Regions from separate parts of the Pan troglodytes genome. Here region 1 is linked to region 2. A link is a contact called in public HiChIP or PLAC-seq data. All regions are on one chromosome and are shown on one strand. The core of a region is the stretch at or near the end of the contact, and the rest is flanking DNA. Distances in the headings are between cores, read along the strand shown.

The links. HiChIP or PLAC-seq counts read pairs in DNA pulled down with a chosen protein or histone mark.
Region 1: a contact with region 2 is called in an H3K4me3 HiChIP or PLAC-seq map of stem cell-derived excitatory neurons, with 2.4 times the contacts expected there. The contact joins the promoter of WSB1 here to the promoter of KSR1 in region 2. A contact is called at or near these places in 1 of 7 Hi-C or Micro-C datasets (stem cell-derived neural progenitor cells) and 1 of 1 datasets of contacts at active chromatin or transcription factors (stem cell-derived excitatory neurons).

What each region holds. Positions count from the first base shown.
Region 1 is chr19:40,285,077-40,291,198 of NHGRI_mPanTro3-v2.0_pri, forward strand. It overlaps WSB1 (WD repeat and SOCS box containing 1), which reads right to left and starts at 2,666. Exons shown (of 9, transcript NM_001280230.1): 1 at 2,436-2,666. The coding sequence starts at 2,475. It also overlaps the pseudogene LOC100614212.
Region 2 is chr19:40,122,165-40,127,636 of NHGRI_mPanTro3-v2.0_pri, forward strand. It overlaps KSR1 (kinase suppressor of ras 1), which reads right to left and starts at 1,666. Exons shown (of 21, transcript XM_054670970.2): 1 at 1,084-1,666. The coding sequence starts at 1,314. It overlaps LOC129137672 (a long non-coding RNA gene), which reads left to right and starts at 233. Exons shown (of 3, transcript XR_008540410.1): 1 at 233-754; 2 at 3,928-4,061; 3 at 5,458-5,472.

The DNA.
Region 1 (6,122 bases), core at 1,416-3,915, 160 kb after region 2:
AAAATTTTTAAGTTAAACCTTTATTACATTATCTGTAACTGTTTAATGTTAGCAACAGAAATGTATGATTTAATGACCTTATTAAGGGAAAGGCTGCCATGGGAAATCAGCCGTAAGATACAACACTACATTATTAATATCTGTAAAACAGTAACATACCATCTGAGTCACTGCTGAACCAAGCAAACCAGATTTAGCTCCTTCTTTACATTCCTCCCCAAAATTTCATAACCAGAAAGGGATGATCTGTGGCAGTGCCTTGTGAAAAAGGGCAGTAGTATCACATAGAATTATTTAATCATTCATGGAAATCTTGCCTCTACTCTCTGTATGTCCTTGAGAAACTAAACTTGGCTTGGCTTTTAATTAACACCCAAGAAAAGAAAAAAAGTAAATCCTTATTCATAGATTTAAAAAGCTACGCAGAGAAATGTTCAACCTTGTATCCAAATGATAATTCAAAAAAAGAAACAAAGAAAAAAACTGGGGTTAAAAAAAGCTCAGAAAAAGCAAAAGTTCTTCTAGATATCTGGCACTTAGCTAGTAAGTTTTTATAACATATCCAGGAAATAACACTGAGACCTAAATATGAAAAAAAAAAAAAAAAGAAAGAAAAGAAAAGAAAAGAGAAATCAGGGGGCTGGTGGGGGAACACTTAGTGGATGGTTCTACTTTATGTAGGTATGCTATCCATCTCTACCCATCTCTTAGAAAACAAAACCGGAAATCTGGGCGGGGTGGCTCACGCCCGTAATCCTAGCACTTTGGGAGGCCGAGGTGGGCGATCACCTGAGGTCGGGAGTTCGAGACCAGCCTGACCAACATGGAGAAACCCCATCTCTACTAAAAACACAAAAATTAGCCGGGCGTGTGCATGCCTGTAATCCCACCTACTCAGGAGGCTGAGGGAGGAGAATCGCTTGAAACCGGGAGCCGGAGGTTGCAGTGAGCCGAGATCGTGCCATTGCACCCCGGCCTGGGCAACAAGAGCAAAAACTCCATCTCAAAAAAAAAAAAAAAAAAGAGAGAGAGAGAGAAAACAGGACCGGAAAGTTTTCAAAATGGTTTATCAGGATGAAGTAAAATACAGATTTTAAAAAAAGGCAGATCACTCGTCTATAACATTACGGTGTACTGAAGTAAAAGAAAAACCCACTGGACTGATAAGAACTTTTGAGTTCTTTGTCCCACTTCGCGACATACTTTCTAGTCTTAAAATACAGTTAAAATAATAACTGGACACAAATTTTGTGTTCTTTGCATCTTTTTTTTTCTTTTTTCTGTGTGAGCTCTGCTACAATTTTTTCCCTTTTTTTTTCTGTGTTTGTATCTTTAAAAATGGTTATTAAAACCAGGGTTAAAGTCCCTTCCTAATCAATCATCCCTAAGACAACAAAAGTCCAGAATTCTAAAACAGCTGTTTCTAGATACAAAAATTCACCCACATACAAAATAGTGCGCGTTTTGGCTACTTCAGCCTCTTCCCTTCTCTAGAAATAACTCCTCCTTGTACTTAGTAAAGGCACACATTCACTTCAAGAGTAGGAAAATGTAAATGCTCTCTGCTCAGCGGCCGCAGCTAATTATTACTTCACACAGTAAGATCAGTGTTTGCTAAGTGTTATCAGCCAATGTACAGCACCCCCCAACACCGTCAAACGTTGTTCCAGTTATTTTACTTTAAAAGAGGATTTAAATAATGCGACGTGCTTTCCACTGAGCCGCTAAGTAGGTGTGGACGCACAACCTTCAACACTAATTGCCCTTTACTAAGCCGACCAGGGCTAGACACTAAGCCAGAAAAGCCTTTTCCAGAGTTTCCTCTTCCGCACAAAAGCTTTCCTTCTGTCACTCCACCCAACCACCCAGCTCCTCCCTTAAGTGTTTGAAAGATAATTCTAAAAGTCTCCTCCCCCGAACCGCTGCGTTTCTTAAGGCCACACCATTTTAAAAATACTGTATTGCTTCTGCCAGGCTGTTGGGACCTCTTCCATCTCATTTCTATCTAAGAGTGGTTGGTACACACGAGGACCCCCCTCCTTTCATTACCGCTCACAACCCACAAGTTTACTTTTCCCCATTGTAAACCTAAAGTCCCTGAGTGGCCCTTCCCTGTCCACTCGACAGTCATGCCCTGAGCCAAGAACTCCCAGGACAAGAGCCCTGCGCGGACCTCCGACGAAGAAACCGGGGTCCTTGCCCGCCCCAGCCACACAGCAACCGCGAGGGAGCACAGTAGGTGCTGCATCCACGTCGGTGCCGTTTACCCCTCAGCCAACTCCCACCGAGGCGGCTTCCTCCTCCTCGCTAGTGGGGTGGCCTTGGCGCACTGGAGCTCTTCCCTCAGACTGGGAGTCGCTTCCTCCCAAACCTCCTCCGGGGAGTCCCTGCCTCTCCTCGGCCCTCATGCGCCCACCCACGGTCCCAATCCTCACCGATCTCTTTCTCGTTGACCCTCGGGGGAAAGCTGGCCATCTATGGGGCACCGTCTGATTCCGGGAATACGATGCGGACCCAACGACAGAGAAGAGAGTGGCCACCGCTGAGGGGCGTGACGCGAAGTTGGTCCCTCCCGGGCCCAGGGACAGAGGAGACGGGCGGGGGCGGCCGCTGCGGCTTCTGCTAACTGCCTCGGGAAAGCTCCCGACGGCCTCAGACCAAAGTACGGAGTCAACCACAGACAATAGACCCTGTACCCAGCCTCGCGCCTGCGGAGGAAGACAGTTCCCCTAACGCGCCGACTGCAAACGAGACACTGGAGTCAAAATGGCGGGCGGCGCCGGAGATATCTGGGCGGCAGGGGCGCGGCTACATGACGTCACAGCCTGAGGCCCCGCCTCCCGACGCACGGGACGTGATCTCCCCGCCCCGGCGCGGGCGTTGCCTGGGGGCCTCGCAGGGGGAGATCCAGCCCAGGCTGGTTCCGCTGACTCTGCCTGTAGGCCGGTGGCGTCTTCTGGGCCTGGATGGTCTAATATGGAGTTTATAAGCTGAAGTGGCTTTGAAAAGGGCAAGGAGAGAATTGTATTATTATTAGCCTCCTAGCTTAAAGATTGCATGGAACTTAAACTGGCTGAACGAAAAGAACAAAAAGACATTTCAGGTTTTCACTCAATTTGGCCAACTCCCCAGCCCACAAGTAATAGGGAACTGAAGGATGCACTGATGAAAAAGACAGGATGAAAATTAACATCGTTGTGCACCACCTGTCCAGCTGCGATTGTTCAGACCTGAGCCAGCAGGTTTTAGGAAGGGCCGAGGGGAACGGGAAGGAGACTCGGGCGTGATCGCGCCGCACTGCGCCGCGGGGCCTCCCTGGACTGCCTTTGTCCTGGCCAAGATGGATCCCACTGTGTCAGCTCAGAATTGGTCCTTCCTCCACCTTACCTGAAGGCCTCTGGGAGGCACCTAGTTGTCCACACATCAGACTGATAAATGTGTCAGTGTCTGCCAGATGCCAGCTTGGTTCCCGGTCACAGATGATGTATTTGCATTTTAATGGCTTCTCGTGTGGACCCTAAACATTGCAAAGGCCTGGGGCGTATAAGACTGGGAATTCAAATATGTGGCAGATATTCATGGGACAGAGTAAAGTGTTGCATAGCCGCTTTTTTTTTTTTTTTTTTTTTTTTGAGACGGAGTCTCGCTTCTCCCAGGCTGGGGTGCAATGGCGTGATCTTGGCTCACTGCAACCTCCGTTTCCCGGGTTCAGGCAATTCTCCTGCCTCAGCCTCCCCAGTAGCTGGGATTTGTACAGGCATGTGACACCAAGCCCGGGTAATTTTTGTATTTTTAGTAGAGAGGGCGTTTCACCCTGTTGGCCAGGCTAGTCTCGAACTCCTGGCCTCGAGTGATCCACCCGCCTCAGCCTCCCAAAGTGCTGGGATTACAGCGTGAGCCACCACACCCGGCTGCATAGCCGCTTTTAAGAGATCTCAAATGATAACACTGTAGGGCATGTTTACTTCATCTTTTCTTTGCATGAATGTATTAATTCTTCAAATAGCGAAATGTTTAATAAAACATCGCCCCTCCTTTTTTTTTTTTTTTTTTTGAGACGGAGTCTTGCTCTGTCTCCCAGAGCAGAGTGCAGTGGCGCCAACTCGGCTCACTGCAACCTCTGCCTCCCGGGTTCAAGCGATTCTCCTGCCTCAGCCTCCCGAGTAGCTGGGACTACAGGTGGCTGCCACCACGCCCAGCTAATTTTTTTCGTCCTTTTAGTAGGGAGGGGGTTTCACGATATTGGCCAGGCTGGTCTTGAACTCCTGACCTTGTGATCTGCCCACCTCGGCCTCTCAAAGTGCTAGGATTAGAGGCGTTAAGCTACTGCGCCCTGCCTGCCCCTCCTCTTTAAAAAAAAATCACTTTGTTAGGCTGGGGGCGCTGGCTCACGCCTGTAATCTCAGCGCTTTGGGAGGCTGAGGCGGGTGTCAGGAGTTCGAGACCAGCCTGGCCAACATGGTGAAACCCCCATCTCTACTAAAAATACAAAAAATTAGCCAGGCGTGGTGGCAAAGTCCCAGCTACTCCGGAGGCTAAGGCAGGAGAATTGCTTGAAACCGGGAGGCAGAGGTTGCAGTGAGCTGAGGTTGCACCACTGTACTCTAGCCTGGGTGACAAGAGTGAAACTCTGTCTCAATAAATAAATAAATCAATAAATCACTTTGTTAGCTTCAGTCAACGATATCTTGAGGACTCACTCTGTATCAGGCACTGGGCCTAGTTGCTGAATTTTTAGAGTAGAACAAAAGAAAAACTTTAATGCAGTCTTGTAGCTCATATACCAACATTGATATCAGTCTGAGTTAATTCTTTTAACCAACTGCTATTATCCCTGTTACTTGTACTATACCATACAAATTCATGGGAAATACCAGTTTTTGAGTGTCCAACAGTGAATTATTGTGATGACTTTTTCTTTTTTTTTTCTCCCTGAGATGGAGTCTCACTCTGTCGCCCAGGCTGGAGTGCAGTGGCACGATCTCGGCTCACTGCAACCTTTGCCTCCTGGGTTCAGGTGATTCTCCTACCTCAGCCTTCCGAGTAGCTGGGATTACAGGCACACGCCACCATGCCTGGCTGATTTTTGTATTTTTAGTAGAGACGGGATTTCACCATGTTGGCCAGGCTGGTCTCAAACTCCTGACCTCAAGTGATCTGCCCGCCTTGGCCTCCCAAAGTGCTGGAATTACAGGCGTGAGCCACCCCGGCCAGACTTTTTAATACAATTGTTTAATTTCTATTTTAGTTTATTCCTGCAAGCCAACAGACTTCCTGGCCATTTTCTCAACTGGCAAAGCATGACAATGGAATGAAAAATAATTTTATGATTTGTGTACTCATTAGTAATAGATACTTCTAAGCACTGAGCCATATAAGTGCTTCTGTGGATTAACCGATTTCGTGCTCACAACATATGAGCAGTGTATTGACATACATTACAGAAAAACTTTAATGCAGTCTTGTAGCTCATATACCAACATTTATATCCATCTCAGTTAATTCTTTTAACCAACTGCTATTATCCCTGTTACTTGTACTATACCATACAAATTCATGGGAAATACCAGTTCTTGAGTGTCCATCAGTGAATTATTGTGATGACTTTTTCTTTTTTTTTTTTCTCCCTGAGATGGAGTCTCATTCTGTCGCCCTGGCTGGAGTGCACATACAGTGTATTGACATACATTTCATAGACACTTAGTAACCTGAGAAGCCACAGGACAGAGTAAGCTGCAGGGGCTAGATCTGAACTCAGACTTGTTTGACTGCCCTGCTTCCATGCTACCTTGCCTCTCATAAATGAAACCTGGCTTGAAAAGCAAATATATACCTGGCATTTCATATCTGTGTTTGCTATTTTAATGTCAAATCTGAAGGGGCTTCTTATTCCCTACATGTCGCATAGATGTTGGGGTTCTCTAGGGTTCTGTCCTTGGCCCACAGCTTTTTTTTTTTCCCTTCTTTCGCAGTCTCCCTGGGTGATGGCAACCTCTTTCTTGGGTTTAAATACCAGCTCTGTGTGAAGACCCTCAAGTTGAGAGCTAACTTCCATCTTTTTTTTTTTTTTTTGAGACGGAGTCTTGCTTTGTCACCCAGGCTGGAGTGCAACAGCGCGATCT
Region 2 (5,472 bases), core at 416-2,915:
GGGCCTTATGACAGCTGGCAGAGGCAATTAGCAATAAGGGGCGGGGGGAGGGTTTGGGGGAGGAGAAATTGAGGATCTAATAAAACAAAACATCCCCAGACCTGCAGGAGGCCAGATGTGGCAGGGCAAGATGGTGAGAGGTTCCTTCTTCAAGACGGGGCAGCTATTAACTGCTCTGACGTTTCACCGCCCCGTCCCTGGCCAAAATCACATTCAGAATCCACTAGTTGCCCTCATTTGTGTATGGACAGGGTGCCCCAACAACCCTCGGGCTGGTTTTTCCAAATCCTTCAGATACTTCCCCAGCTATAATTTGAGAGAGGAAGGCCCGCATATCTTATTTCTTCTTTACACTCCAGGCTGTCTCCATCAGAACCCTTTAAACAGTTTCATCTTCCCACCAAAGGCTTGCTTCCCAGCATAATCCTTCCTAAGCCTAAATCCAATCTTTGGGGGGAAGCAGGGGGAGTCAGCGGGTAATTATTAATACATTTTAAGCAGCGAGCCTCCGTGGCAACGTGAAAGGAAAGCACCAAACGCCTGAATAGCAAAAATGCAGTTTCAGCAACACTTTTTGAAAAGGCGGCAGACAAGACCTGGGAGGAGAGGAAAGGAAGGGACAGGACGGCGTCTGGGGCGTGAGGGGAACAGGGGACGGCAGGCCTGCGATCACGCTTCAGGGGAACCTCCTCCGTCACCCTGGCCCACGGGTGCTCAGCTCAGTCACACGGGGAAAAGTCCAGCTTGTGACTCGGTGAGACAACGAGTCCTGCGGCTCCGCAAACTGGAAATGGGGTGGGGGCGGAGAAGGGGGGAAAGGGGATGTCCGCGCGCAGCCCACCCCGCACGGGCCCCTCGAGCCTCCATCCCAGTTCCCACGACGCACCCGCCCCACAAATCCTGCCCAAGATGAGGGCTGGTCCCGGGTCCTCCGGCTGCCGCATCAGCGAGTGCAGGAGGGAGGGGAAGCCTCCAAGGGGGGCGACGCGGGCTCAAGGATGCAACTCGGCCAGGAGTACTGGGGCCCGGAGGGAGGTGTCCGGGCCCGCTCCTCGAGCCCAGCCTGGTCCCCGACCCACTTACCTCCAGGGTCCGTATCTCCTGCTGGGTGAGGTCGTTGGACACAGCGCACTTAGTGCGCAGCCCGCGCAGGCTGCCGATGGAGATGTCGATGAGCTTCTGGAGCTGCCCGCACTGCTGCAGCGCCCGGCTGGCCGCGGCCCCTGCGCCTCCCTCCGCGGCCGCCGCATCCCCCCCGCCACCGCCCTCCTTCTTCTCTCCCATCGCCGCCGCGCGCAGCGCCGCTCTATCCATGCCTCGGCATCGGGGCCGCGGCGGCCGAGGCTGGGAGCCCGGGGCGCGGGCGCCTCGGCAAGGAACCCCCGAGCCAGGAGAGCTGGACCAGGAGCGCCCCTCGGCGCTGCCCGAGCCGGGACGCCGGTAGAGCCGGCCGCTGAGTCTGCCGCTTCCACCCTCCCAGCCGCGGCAGCAAAGCGAAAGCCGCGGCGACCCGACGGCTGCGGCTCCCGGAGCCTTTAAGCGGCGGCGGGGGCCGGGTCAGGGCGGCCGGGCATGCTGGGACTTGTAGTCCACGCCGCGCACCTGCAGCCGGCCTCCGCCCTCGGGGCCCCGGACCGCGCCCGCGCCGCCCTCCCTGCCCTCCTCTCCCCTCCCCTCCCGGCGGCCGCGGCGAGGCAGGCGGTGAGGGCCGGCCCCAACCGGGAGCCCCGGGTGGAGCTGCTCCGCGCCAGCTCCTCCCCCAGGCGCCGAGAGTCGGGGGAGCAGCGTCTCCCCGTCCGCCTCCGTCCCCCACCCGGCCTAGGAGCTTCCCGCGACCCCCGGATGGGGCGGCGCCCCCTGGACGCCCGGCGGGTGTGCGTCCCGCAGTTCCTCAGCTGCAGCCCAGCCCTGGAAGATGGGGACCAGGGAGGTTCCAGGATTTGTATGTGGGTTTAGGGGCTGCCATCTAGTGGGAAGGGGCTTACAGCACTTCTGTAGCTGGCTCACAAAGCGCTCTACTCTGGACTGCCTGCGCCAAAACGATTGCTCAGGCTTGGAGAAAGACGAAGAGCTTTCTTCTGAACCATATTTACCTGCCAAAATAAGTGTCCCATTCCCCCGCCATTCCCAGCCCACCAAGCCAGCCCAGACACGGGGGACAGCACACTGAATTGTCGGTGGCTTCGGAGCAAGTGGCCAGGACTCAAATTCTGACTCCACCACGGTCCAGGGTGAGACTTTGGGCACGTTCGATTTCCAGTGAATGCCCGACTCTCCTCATCAAATAACTCTTTAATAGGGTTCCTATGAAGAATCAGTTAATACATGTACAGCACCTAGATTGATTACTGGCACATGTGGTCGCTGGATAAATGTTAGCAATTCTTACTATCTAACCTCAGATCTGAATGTGGCCCTGGACCCAAGTAGTGGCCATGGAGCAGTACAGTACTGCCAAGGACTGGTAGTCCTTTGTCCTCTGTGCATTTCTGTGCCTCCTAACCCAGCAATCAAGCCTTGCCCATCTGTTCACCCTCCTCTCCCATTAGTTCACCCCATGCGTTCTATTATCTGGCAAAACTGAAAAACCAAGTCTCTGATCAAAGCTCCCACACCTTCATGCTTTCGACATCTGTCAACCAGAAAAAAATGTCTCCCCTCTCAATTTTCTCTTGTAAGCTGCTTGATTGCAGAAGCCACTAGCTATTGTACCCTCTTTATAGTGCCAGATACAGTGCATGGCACACAAGAAAGGCTCCAGCGTGCCTCAGGAGCTCTTTCAGCAGGTCCTACGCGATGTTTCTTTTACCTCTCAGGCCAGCCGAGGGTGTGTGTGTGTGTGTAGATAGATAGTTGTTTTTTTGGTTTTGGTTTTGTGTTTGAGGATGAGAATTGGACAGGAGGTGGGATCCAAACCTTGTAGACACTAAAACAATCAATAATGGATGGCAGTTTGTATTACACCTTCCTTTAATGTTTATATTACACCAGCCTTCGAAATAAATTAAGGGCTGGGCACCGTGGCTCATGCCTGTAATCCCAGCACTTTGAGAGGCCAAGGGGGAAGGATCACTTAAAGCCAGGAGTTCGAGACCAGCCTGGGCAATGTGACAAGACCCTGTCTCTAAAAAAAATAATAAATTTTTAAAAATCAGGTCTAGGAAGCAAAACTATAATTTTAAAACTTGTTTTTGCAAATTAACCCCTTCTCGAGATTTTCCAAATGCAAGGAGGTTCCTCCCTAACCCCTGGCCTTTCCCATTGAGAGTCATTGATCCAGTCCTCACTCAACTTATAAAAAGACCCCCTGCACGATATTATGAATTTCTCAACCTGTTACCTTAACCCCACCCGACTCCTTGCAAAGTAGTAACTATTATGAAAGGGAAACTAGTTGTGGTTCTCAAACTTGAACATGCATCAGAATCACTTGGAGGGCTTGTTAATTCCCAGAACCATGGAGCTCACCTCTATAGTTTCTAATTTTGTAGATCAGAGGACAGGGCAGGATAATTTGCATTTCTATCAGGTTCTCAGGTGGTACTGATGTGGTTAGTCTGAGCCCAGTAGCAAGTCTATACTTTGAGAAGCCTAGGTACAGAGGAAGGTCAGTGGGCAGAGAACTATCTCAAGGGACTATCCACAACCCAACCTGGCTGGTTCAGAGCCTCTGTCCAGCAGCCAGAGCTGCCAGGCTCGAACGACTCACTCATTCTAACGCAATTCACAAAAGATTTTTTTTTTTTGAAACAGGGTCTTGCTCTGTCACTCAGGCTGGAGTACAGTAGCATGATCATGGCTCAGTGCAGCCTCGACCTCCCAGACTCAGGCGATCCTCCCACCCCAGCTTCCCAAGTAGCTGGGACTATAGGAGTGTGCCACCATGCCCGGCTAACTTTAACTTTTTTTTTTTTTCCTTTTTTTTAGAAATGGAGTCTCTCTACGTTGCCCAGGCTGCTGGTCTCAAACTCTCGGGCTCAAGCAATCCTTCCCCTTCAGCCTCCTGAAGTGCTGGGATTATAGGCGTGAACTACCATGCCTGGCTCACAAGAAATGTTCTGGTAAGTGCCTATTTATGCACTTACATCGAACTTGTTATTGCCACAGGGACCTGGTCATCACATTCTCCCTCTAGGGCCACTTTATGTGGGAAGCCACATCCTGAGAAGAGCCACTGCCAGCTTGTGGCATTCATGCCCACCCATGTCACCACAGGGGTGATGTCAGAGCCTGAGACTGGACAAATGCCAGCTCCCTGGTTACTCTCCCGCCAGGTTCCATGCAGCGAGTCTCTCCTCTGTGGATAGTCTTCCCTCTGATTATCCAGAGCATTCAGCAGGCCACAGTTTTCCTTCCTCACAGATGGCCTCCAGCCTTCTTGCCTGGATTTGAGTCATCTGTCAGCCACAAGTTTACAGAACTGCCCCTCAGAGGTGGAGAAACTTTTTTGTTTTTGTTTTTTGTTTTTAAGAGACAGGGATTTGCTCTGTTGACCAGGTTGGAGTGCAGTGGTGCGAGAAAGCTCACTGCAGCCTCAAAACTCCTGGGCTCAAGCCATCCTCCTGCCTCAGCCTCCTGAGTAGCTGGGACTACAGGTGCCTGCCACCACATCTGACTAATTTTTAAATTTTTTGTAGGGACAGGGTCTTGCTGTGTCATGTAGACTGGTCTCAAACTCCTGTTCTTGGCCTCACTCTCCCAAAAGTGCTAGGATTACAGGCATGAGCCATGGCACCTGGCCGAAATAAGGATTTTTAAATAATCCCTTCATTCATCCTTTTAACATTCAGTAAGCATTCATGAAGTGCCACTTACATGGCAGGCCCTGTTCTGGGCTCTGGAAAAGGGTAGCGAGCAAAACAAAGATTCTTACCCTTAGGGAATTTATGCTGTGGTGAGAGGAAACAGACAAGCAGATAAATGCACAGTGTGTCAGTGGTAACAGGTGGTATGGCACTGCAGGGAAGGGGACAGGGAATATGGCCTTTACAACTTTGAATAGAGCTGTTTTAGAGAGTAGGGTAGTCAGCTCTGTCTCTGAATTGCTGTATGACCTTTGACGAGTCTTATATGACCTCGGGCAAATCTCCTAATCTGGTAGCACAGCTTCTTATTTGCAAGATGGTGATAATGTTTTATGAGGATGAACAGATTATATAACACAAAGTAATGGTCATAAAATAAGGGTTCAGCATATTTATTTATTTGATAAATATTTACTGTATGTCTACTGAAACTGTTCCAAATGCTTAACTCATTGAACTATGCATTACTTTCTTCCTCACCTTCCAGAATGAATCTCTTCTAGTTAGATGAATTGATCTATTATGTGTTGATTCAGGGTTTCAGCATCATCTCCAGGTTCTTGAGGCTTTTTCTGAGGCACCTCAGTAGAGAAAGTTTGCTTACTCTCTCCTTCCTCTCCTCTGTCTCGGGTCCCTCCATTGCTTTTCCCAGCTTGTCTGCATCCAA